Regions from separate parts of the Hordeum vulgare genome. Here region 2 is linked to region 1. The links are chromatin contacts, called in public Hi-C maps. All regions are on one chromosome and are shown on one strand. Each heading gives the region's core, a stretch centred on a gene start, on an enhancer-like site or on the middle of the called end of the contact. The rest is flanking DNA. Distances are from core to core; before and after follow the strand shown.

Region 1 (5,515 bases), core at 463-2,962:
TGAAACAATCAACAACGGAATAGTTTAATCTCAGGGCTTGACTTGATCTGGTTAGACAGACCTAACCGAGTCAAACTCATCTCTTAGCTTGGACCACAACATGCACGTTCAACTTGGACCAGTGACCTCGGCCTCACATGAGCATGATGCCATTGCCATGCATGCATTGTTTCACTTCCATCAGCACAAGTTATCTCCTTGTAATTTCCTTGAATTTCCACTTTATTTTTACTTTTGTGCCAGTTAGCATAGCAGTGCATAAGGTTCATTTTCCTTCCTTTCTTAATTTGCCTAGTGATTGTTCAAAAATAATTATTCAGGTGGGACCCCCCCCCCCCTCCCCTCCCACGGTGATTGTTCAAAAAAATTATTTGCCCAGTCATGTGCGGCATTATATGTGCAGATCTTTTCCCACGGAAAAAAATGTGTAGACCTTATTATGTGAAAAAAAAGTCACATACTCACTCCGTCCCAAAATTCTTGTCTTAGATTTGTTTAGATACAAATGTATCTAGTTAAATTTAGTATTTAGATACATTCATTTCTACACAAAGCTAAGACAAGAATTTTAGGACGGAGGGAGTACTATGTAGTAACTATGCATACAAAAAGTCACTTTGAAGGAGGAGCTCCAGTGAGGCCTATATTTTGTGCCAAAATAATATTTTGAAGTTTTAAATTTTTTTGAAAAAAAATCAACATGTTTATATGGATGTATATTACACATTTCTGAAATGCACCGATATAAATAACCATGTCAGTTACACAAAAATGAAAAATCATGATTTGAAAAGATGAATAGTGCAAGTACCCCCTTCATTCCTAAATATAATTTTTTAGAGATTTCACTATAAACTGCATACGAATGTAAATAATCATATTTTAAAGTATAGATTTACTCATTTTGCTCCGTATGTAGTCAGTAATACAATCTTTATAAAGACTTATATTTAGGAATAGTGGGTGTATTATTTACTACTCCCTCCGTTCCAAAATAAATGTCTCAAGTTTGTACTAGCTCTCTAATATAAAATTGCACCAAGCTTGAGACGGTTATTTTGGAAAGAAGAGAGTATTTACAAATCGTCATATTGTCATTTTTGTATAGCTCACATGTTTACTAACTTATCACCAAACTTTACACATGTGTAATATACATCCATACGATCATGTAAAACTCTTGTCAATTTTTTTTGAAACTTCAGATGTCATATTTAACTATTTACAATAAGGTCCTCCAATGCACCCGGGCTTCAAAAATCTACTCTCCTTTGCATATTGTCGATGAGTCTCTTATGTCTCATTAAAAAAAATGATTGAGTTTACAGGTCTTTTTTCTTGAAACAATGTTTACAGGCCTATATCTATATGCATCATGCATGCTCTACATGCGGTGATGCTTATTCGCGCAATCACTGGGATCTTTTCTTTTCCACGTTCAAAGAGGCGCTTGTAGCTAGTAGCTGCTGCCTGCGCAGGAACAGTATTCAACGACAACAACATCTGGACACTGCCATTTTTTTCCATCAAGCACGTTTTGACACCGGGAAATTAAAAGATCCAAAGCTAGCCCACAAGGTTGAAAATTTTGCCATGTCCCAGTTTCACCCTGCATGCCGTTCGCTCTTCCGACTAGATAGAGAGCCACCGTCTTGACTGGGTCATAGTCCCGGCCACATGTCTCTTCGGTCGTCATAGAAAAGGAAAGGAAAGGTGCCATGCAAGTGGTAGGGTCTGATGGGCCTGGAGACCTCTCATTTCCGATCCCCTTCCAGATAACACGACGTGGATAGCTTTCTCCAGTCTGAAACTGACTTGCTTTCCTGTTCATCCTGAAAGTGATCTGAGTTGGGAGTTGGAACTGCTCGGCTTGCCCTTCCCACTTTTGGCCTCAGCTATCTGGAAGAAGATTTTACATGGATCTCTTGGAGATAATGGAGGTATATCATGCATGATATGCCAAGCTGAATGGGTGGTTTGGTCAGTCAATGCATGGGACTGGGAGAGGGTCCATGGTGCAATGAGCATTTCTGTGCTGACACATTTACCATTGCTTAGGGTTCCCCTTTAATTGCATGCATCATCAGCCAGTTGATACCTACGGAAGCCTTTTAGTATTTAAGCCGGGATTACTTCCCCCTCGCGTCGCCTCCCCTCGGGCGACGCTAGGGGCCCCCGAAGCCCTAGCCGCCAGAGCGGTCCCCTCCTTCCTCGGCCGCCGCTGCCGCCGGCAAGGGCCGCGGTGGCGGCGGGCCATGCGCCTCAGAGCCAGGGCGGGTGGTGCCGCGGAGCCCCAGCGAGGCGAAGGGGCCGTCGCGCGCAGGGAAGACAGGGGCGGCGGTCAGGGCGGCGGACCTGATGTGCGGCGGCGTTTGTGGCCCCATGGCCGGCCTTGGTTAGGTTGGATGGCGGCGGAGGCGCTCCATCCGGCGAGGGCAGCGGCTGCGCGCAAGGGCGGTCATCGAGGACTGCGGATCTGGCGTTTCCTGCCCAGATCCGTCACGGCTTGGACTTCTTCGGCCGGTGGTCTTCGTCTACATGACGTGCCTCCCTCGGTTCCATCCAGCCACGAGATCGGGGGGTCGCGACTTCCGGTGAAAATCACGCCGACCTCGGTCATGGCGGACGATGGCGGCGTCTAGGACGTCGTTACCAGCCCATGTCATCGTTGTTGCAGGTCGTGGCACCACACTCATGATGCTCCAAGGAAAACCTTAGATCTGGATCTACCGGTCGGACGATGATGGCATCTTCGATGTCATTTCCCTCCTGAGGGCATCGTTTTGGAGTACGTGTTGGGTGGACGGGACAAGAGGAGGAGCGGTGTTTGGTCTACCGTGAGCCATACGGTGTAGCCCGGCGGCATGGCACTGCGGTGGTTCGTCGACAGGCACGTGTAGGCGGATACATGCAGGATGGTGATGCTGTCTGGCACCGTGGTGGCGTCGACGGCAGACCTCGCAAGGATGATGCGTTTGTTATAGCTCTGAAGAGGGTACGGTGGTAGATGGTGGAGGCGGCCTCTGCGCCGGACCAGTTTGGGATCCAGTCTCAGTGGTGGCTGGGCTGGAGCATCAGACTATAGATGTTAGGATTTGGTGCGATATCTTTTGGTATTTGGCCTGGATATTCAGCACACCTTCATCAAGAAATAGGAGTAGCAACATGTGTTGTCTAGATGGTGGCTTCAGGCTGACTGATGTATTACTTTGTATAGTCTCTGTAAATAATTAATAAAATGGTTGTATACATCGTCTAGATGCAGAGGCCGGGGGTATATCCTCCTTTTCTAATTAAAAAAAATCAGATTCAACCTCATGTGATCAGTCTGTCTCTATTCTACGTGGCCTGCTCTACGCACAGTTGCACAATGCAAACATAGTACTGCACGAAGCAGTCTCTAATTTGCCACAAGCTAAACCGCCCTACTAGCTGTTTTCTAGGCAAGAAATAATTATTTTCAATTATAATTATTCAGATACAGAAAAAGTAGCTGCTATTAGTAGTTACATCAAAATAAAAAGAAAACACCTAGGGCTTCTTTCCTTGTGATGATAACAGCACTTAATGAAATACTAGGAGACTAAGCTGTCTGCTTGCTCCTCTGCTGACCGCACAAAAATTGAGGGTCATCGGTTTGATCAACACGCGTCGCGGGACGCCGTTGGCTCGCGTGGGGGTATCCTTATGTGCTGGTGCTCAGACAAGTTATCCGCCAGTGCGGTCGTGGCGCGACCTTTCTCGCTCACGGTGTGTTTCTCGTCGGTGGGAGGAGGTCCGGCATGGTCCTTGACCACGGTATATGGCCCCCATGATGATCAACGGAAGAGTGACTTCCTGGCGGAGCTAGGTGGGATTCATAACTCCATGACCGGTCCGTGGCTTATCATCGGCGATTTCAATCTAATAACGGACCCACGAGATAAAAGCAATAGTAGGGTGTGCCATCGATGGATGTTGAAATTCCGGCGTACACTGAACTCCTCTAATCTATGTGAGATACCGCTTATTGGGCGCAAATTTACATGGAGTAATGAACATGCTGTACCCACTCTGGTTCGCCTGGACCGTGCCTTTTGCAATATGGACTGGGAGTTGATCTTCACTGCAGCCAAACTGCTTCCGCAATCATCAGCGATCTTCGATCGTTGCCCATTGCTTCTTCTCAACGATAAGATTGTCAAGACCAACAGGAGGTTCCGTTTTGAATCCTACTGGCAATTTGTGCACGGCTTCAAGGAGGTGGTGGAGCGGTCCTGGGCAGCATATGCGGGCAATGCATGCCCCATCACCGTGTTAAACCGCAAGTTGTGGCGGTTGAGTAAGGATCTGCGCTCGTGGAGTAAAAACATTGTGGGCGACTTGCAAAGACAATTTCATATTGTCACAGAAATCATACTACAGCTAGACAAGGCGCAGGATTATAGAGTTCTCTCTCAGGAGGAGAGTGATCTGCGATCAAGGTTAAAAGCTCGCACCCTAGGGCTTGCGGTTCTTCTCAAGATCAAGGTGCGGCAAAGAAGTAGGATCCTTTGGCTTAAGGCGGGCGACGCCAACACGAAGTTCTTCCAACGGAAAGCAAACGCCAGACACAATAAAAATACTATTCATGCGCTACAGGGTCCTGCTGGAATGATCTCTTCTTCGGACGGCATGGCCGAACTGGTGCACATCCATTTTACGCAGATCTTTGGATGCCTTAAACACAGATCGACAACACTAAACTAGGATGTCTTGGATCTTGAGCATGTGGATCTCACAGGACTAGAGCAAGACCTTTCGATAGAAGAGATCAAGAGCGCCATTAATGCGATTCCGGCGGATAAAGCGCCAGGACCAGATGGTTTCTCAAGCGGTTTCTATAAAGCTTGTTGGGACACAATCAAACTTGATCTACTGGCAGCGCTGAATCAGTTATTCCGGATGGACAGTCGCGGGCTAGATAGAGTGAACCACGCTTTGCTCGTTCTCCTCCCAAAGAGAATGGGAGCAAATGCACTGCAAGATTTCAGGCCAATTTCACTGCTCCATAGCGTGAGTAAAATCTTCTCAAAAATACTAGCCTCCAGGCTGGCCCCAAAGCTTCCTTTGCTAGTCGATCAATGCCAGAGCGCTTTCATCAAATCCCGTAGTATTCAAGAAAACTTCTTGCTAGTTCAAAACACAGTCAGATTTTTTCACAAATCCAAGAAGCCGGCAGTCATGCTAAAGCTCGACATTGCGAAGGCCTTTGATTCAGTATCATGGGCATACCTGCTGGACATGTTGCAAGCCAAGGGTTTTGGCCGGCGTTGGAGGGAATGGATTTCCATGCTTCTGAGAACTTCTGCTTCACGGGTCCTGATTAATGGGCAAATGTCGGAGATCATTCAACACAAGTGTGGTCTTAGGCAGGGAGATCCGTTGTCGCCATTCCTTTTCATTCTGGCCATGGACCCGCTGCAGAGGATGATGTCAGTTGCGACAGAACAAGGGGTGTTGTCAAAGTTTCCTGGACGAAATAGGGTACCTCGAT
Region 2 (5,592 bases), core at 1,086-3,585, 130 kb after region 1:
AAATCCTAGCTCACTCCCACACACCCTCTCTCTGTCCTCTTCTCTCCTTCTCCGATCCAATCCAATTCAATAAAATGTCGAGCTCCACAGCCACACTGGCTTCGATCTCGATTACAAGGAGGAGCTGCCCCTCAGCATTGCCTTGGAGCGGTTCAAGGTGGACACCGGCGGTAGCTCTGGATCTGTAGCATCACCGCAGCTCCCGCTCCGGTGCAGCACGGACGCCGGAGATGAACCCTCCCGGCCCACGGGCAACTTTGTCAGAACAATGCAGTCTGCACCGCCCCCCGCCATCTCCTTCACCCGCTAGCCACTCCTCCACGCAAGCAGCGTTGGGCGTTGGTGCCCGTGCCGGTTCGCACACGCACTCCGGAATGGGAGGCGTGCGCCACCAGCAGCGAGAGGCATCGGGCAAGGAAGAGAGACGTTGAAAGGACCGAGATGACAACAAGAGGGGGTGAATAAGTGTTTTGAAACTTTTACGGATTTTGCTTATCCTAATGCGGAATTAAAGTAAACGAATATTTTTCAAGCATAAATCCTAAATATGCCAGGCTCAAGTAAGTGCACCAACAACCTATACTAAACAAGATAGGCACATAAAGAAACTAGCAAGCACAAACAATATCACAAGATATGAAAATGTAGGCGCAACTAAGCAATTATATTCTAACTATCACAAGACATATCAAAATGGGCATGTATGAATTGGAGAAAGTAAAAGGTGTGGGAATGAGATAACCACAAGTGAGCCGGGGACGCAGATTGTAAATTCATCAAAATTGAAAAGAACTTCATAATTTTACGAAAAATCATCGATTTGAAACAACTTCAAGCATTTACATAAAAATAAAAGTAAAACAGAAAAGAAACATGAAAACATTAAATAAAATAAAGGGCATTATACGTAGACAGATAAGGACGGAAGTAAATGTTCACTAACTAGCAATTGTCCATGTCGTTAGTGCAGTTGGAACTTTCACAGACAAGTTAGTAGGTCTTGGGTTCAAGCTCATGCGGTTGCGGACGTATCTTACTTTTTACTATTTTTAAATAGAACGAAAAAGGCAAATCGATGGACCGGTCCAGTAGCAGAAGAGGGGATGCGCTCCAGGCACCGGTTTGCCCACGGAGCATCAACACTCGCACACAAGATAAGACACTCGCACACATCCTCACAAGATAAGACAGTTTTTTGTGTCTCACGTCACCTCGCTCGCTTGATGGATGGGAAAAAACCAATAACTGCTGTTTTCAGTTTCTCAGAGATTTTATTTAGAAAACATCTTCATGGATTACAAAAAACAAAAAAAGATTATTTTAAGAAACTGAAAATAGTTAGAAATATGAAAAAACAACAACACATTTTTAAGAACAAATCACATATTTAGCATTTTATTATGATTTTAGAAAATTCCACGAATTTGTTTCTTTCAGGAATTAGAAAAATCGTGAATTCATAAAAGATCCTAAATACAAAAAAGCATCTGCAAGAAACCAAAAGATTGTAAAAATGATCGTATTTCAAAAAATGCTCTCATTATAAAAAAAGTCATAATTTTTAAATTTTGTTCATGAGTTAGAAATATGTTCGTGTTCTTTTAAAATTGTCCGCGTTTCCAATTTTGTTCAGGATTTTTCAAAACTGTTCTTAGTTTTTAAAATTTGTTCTCAAGTTTAAAAAATATTCATGCTTTAAAAATTATTCGTACTTCAATATTTGTTCAGGCATTTTGAAAATTGTTCTCCGTTTCAAAATTTTGTTCTCAAGATTCAAAAAATGTTTATGCTTTAAAAATGTGTTCGCTCTTCCAAATTTATTCGGGTTTTTTGTAAAAATTTCTCGGTTACAAAATTTGTTCTCAAAACTGAAAAAATGTTCGTGCTTTAAATTTTTTCGCATTTATAAATTTGCTTGGGTTTTTCAAAATTGTTCTCCTTCTTAAAATTTTGTTCTAAAGATTCAAAAATTGTTCGTTTCATTGTTCGTGCTTCAAAATTTGTTCATGATTTTTCAAAAGAACAGGTAACAAAAAAGGAAAAAGTAACAAAAAAGGGAAAAAAGTAACACAAAAAAGAATAAACAAGTAACAAATTTGTTCACGATTTTTCAAAAGAAAAGGTACAAAAATATTGTTCGCGATTCCAAATTTGTTCATGGTTCCAAAAGAAAAGGAAAAAGGTAAGAAAAACGAACCAAAAAAGGAAATAAGCAGAAAAGGAAAAAAGTAAAAGAAAAATGGAAACGAAGCTGGGCCAGCCCAGTTGTGGCACCCCCCTCCGCGACGCAGGACTCCGTGCAGCAAAGAGCGGCAGGAGCTCCACGGAGCAGGGTGCTCTTGTTCGATGCTGAGGTCGCCGGCTAGCGATACTGACACTCGCATGCCTCGTGTAATGGGCTAGCCCAGAAGACACAGTGAGGAGCGAGGAACGTTATCGAAAAAAAGGGTTCAAAATATGGAAGAATCAGGAGTCGATCCGTGCCTGCGTGTACCCAAACCAACGACCATAGCCACAAGGTCGAACTGTCCCGATGTCGATTCGAATGACAAAACCTTCTTATTATTTACCAACCTGTTATGCAGAATATTTTATGGTAAAATGAAAAAAAATGAAAAATGAATCCACAATAAAAATGTGAATTTGAAGAAAGTTAATAAAATTTAAAGGTTCGTGTAAACTGAAAAGAAATATAGAAATTTGCGAACACTTCACGAATTTGCAAAAAGTTCCAAAAAATTAGGATAAAGTTCTTGAAATTTGAAAAAAATCACTAATTTGAAAAATGTTCATCAGTTTACAAAAATTTCATTGATTTCAAACAATAAGTTTGCCAATTTAAAAGGTGCATTAATTTTGGTAAAAGTTTGTCGATTTGAAAAAATTATTTAAAATTGCAAAATAATTCATCGAGTTGAAAAACTTCATGGATTTCGACAAGAAGTTCACCGAATATTTAAAAAGTTTATGGATTTTGAAAACCGTTCATAAAATTTGAAAAAAGTTCATCGATGTTTTTAAAAAAACTTCATGGACTTTGAGAAAAAGTTCATCAAATTTGAAAGATGATCATGGATTTTGACGAAAGTTCATCAAATTTGAAAATATGCATAATTTTTTTTAAACAATTTCATGGATTTTTAAAAAAAGTTCATCAAATCTGAAAAAAGGTCATCGATTTTTTTTAAAAGTTCATGGATTTTGACAAAAGGTTCACTGAATTTTCATTTTTTTCAGTGGGTTTGTAAAAAGTTCATTGAATTTGAAAAAATGTTCAGTTGAATTTGAATGGAAATTCATCAAAACTGAAAAAGAACTTCATAATATTTTAAAAAATCATCGAGTTGAAACAACTTCACGCATTTTTATAAAAATAAAAGTAAAACAGAAAAGAATCAGGAAAACATTACACAAAATAAAGGGCACTAGCAAAAGGCCCCGTGCGTTGCAACGGGAGAAAAAAACCACCATCTTAAGTACTAAGTCAGTAATTTTCAAAGAAATAAAATGCATTCCCAAATGGCAGGACTATTGGTATGGCAGATAAACGCACACTGGATTTATTTCAAGCGTGATGACGCACTGATACATCCATTCAAACATAAATATAGTGCTGATATCACAACTTCATTAAGAAAAATAGAGTATAGCTGCAGCTGAAATTTAACACGGAAGTTCAAGCCTCACACAAGAGATGATTAATACTAAATTATAGCTATGAATCTATGATTATTAAAACTAACACAAGCGATGCTAAATAGGATAATCTTCTGTTGGAGATCAGAAATGCAGCCTTCCTCCCAATCTTGCTGAGAGGATTTCTTCACTTATGCATCAGGAGTATGGTTCGTCACATGATAATTAATCATGATGATCATCGCTTCTTAACTCTTTTCCTTGTTTCCCTCAAATTAGAAAATCAAACCAAACATTAAAAATGATCATTTGTATAAGGGAGGAGCTGCCACAATTTAGTACAAACCTTAATTTTTCCGGGCCTCCTGCTGCGGCGCGTTCTGGTTCTGGTTCCGGGCTATGACAGGCTCCTCACGGACTGAATGCACTGGAGTTTCAGTTGGTTGCTCTTCAAAGCCTTCATCATACTCCTCATCAGATGTGTCTTCGTAAGCGTTTAAGTCAACCCGGTAGCTGAGGGTCCCTCCTATCCCACCATAGCCCATACAGAACTGAGATCCTTCCTCCGCATTATTCGTGATGAGCTCCACGCGCAACCAAACTTCCGATAGTTTTCCGCGAACCACTCCAGTAGCAAGGTCCTCTTAACCACCTCCACGTCTGCAGATGTTGCCTCATCCTCGAAATTGCTCGAATCTGCTTCCTGTGCCGTGTTGAAGTGCTTTACCACAGTTTCTCCAGTAGCATAATTCTTCAAGATGTATCGATTGATATCAAGATTTTCCCACACAATCAGTGTCTCAACTGCACCCATTTCAAGGGCAGACATGGTGTCATCCACACCAAAAACATACTTCCCAGTGTCTAGGCTTATCTCCTCAAAGTACTTCCCAATCAACTTCTTTTCTTGGATAAACTTGACACTGGAAAGGACTTCAACAGATATCTCAATGGCTTGGTTGAAGCCATCCTCTCCACCATGAGAGACAGTGACAACCTTCAGTATCTTGGCTGCCAAGCGCTAATCAAACAAGTCAGATTGACTCAATTCAGTCTTGAGGTCAGCGCAACCAGCTAGAATAAGACCGGAAACATTTGCTGGCTAGTGGCAGGGTTAATGAAGAATCTAGCAGCGAGCCCAGCCGTCCTGCGCACATAGTTGTGCCGGTTCTCCATGCGTAGACAGGAAAAGCACTTTTCTGTCTCCTGTGGTGAGTGGCTACCTCTCCGTCGTCCAACCGACCGCGCCTCCCGCCCGAGCCCGCCCCTACCGACGTCCGCCGGTCGTCCGAGGTTCTCATGTGGCCGTCACTGAGGGAATCGAAGGGGAAAATATTGTGAGACACTGACCATACCTAGTAGCGATCTCACCTTGTTGCTGTGCAACCAGCAAACAGACGGGGATCCAGCCACCCAATCCAATCCAATCCAGTAAAATCTGGAGGAGGTGTCCTCACCTGCGGCGCCTTGGTGACGAACTCCTGGACATAGTTCTTGCCGAAGGAGCGGTGGCCGGCGTCGTAGAGCTGCCGCAGCAGGGACACCGTCTTGGTCTTCCCAATCGCCGGCCGGCGCAACACCGGATCGAGTGTCGCCGGGGTTAGTCGGGGCGGGGCAGGAGGTGGCGGTGCGCTGGAGGTCAAGATTGGATCGGGAGACAGGGTCAACGCCAGGGCGGAGGTGCTCGGTGAGCACGCGGCTGCGGCGTCCGGAGGGACTGGCACGCGAGGCGCGCGACGGGGGCGGCTGCCGGCGCGAGCTGCGGCGGCGCAAGGAGAGGCAGGGAGAGCGGGGAGGCGCAGGAGGCAGGGCGGCGCGGCTGCTCGCGGGGGCAACTCGTGGGTGCGGGAGATGAAGGGGGTTATGTAAATCCGAAACGTTTTTAATTTAGAAACGTACTGCGGATTGAATACCGGAAAAGCAAGGGGCCTTTTTGCAAAAATGTCGCGAGGTACT

Evidence for each region. A called contact is a pair of places that touch in the nucleus more often than the background predicts.
Region 2: a Hi-C map of leaf shows a contact between it and region 1, with 9 times the contacts expected there. The contact joins two enhancer-like sites. A contact is called at or near these places in 2 of 6 Hi-C or Micro-C datasets (leaf and seedling) and 1 of 1 datasets of contacts at active chromatin or transcription factors (embryo).

Annotation. Positions count from the first base shown.
Region 1 is chr3H:416,847,354-416,852,868 of MorexV3_pseudomolecules_assembly, forward strand. No RefSeq gene overlaps it. Among protein-coding and RNA genes, the nearest start is that of LOC123444042, 300 kb to the left of the region's middle. Within about 2 kb of position 1,713, at least 2 of the 3 cell types and tissues checked have open chromatin away from gene starts, as enhancers often do. A contact at or near this core is called in leaf, where this site is marked.
Region 2 is chr3H:416,975,841-416,981,432 of MorexV3_pseudomolecules_assembly, forward strand. It overlaps the pseudogene LOC123440073. Among protein-coding and RNA genes, the nearest start is that of LOC123444043, 200 kb to the right of the region's middle. Within about 2 kb of position 2,336, at least 3 of the 3 cell types and tissues checked have open chromatin away from gene starts, as enhancers often do. A contact at or near this core is called in leaf, where this site is marked.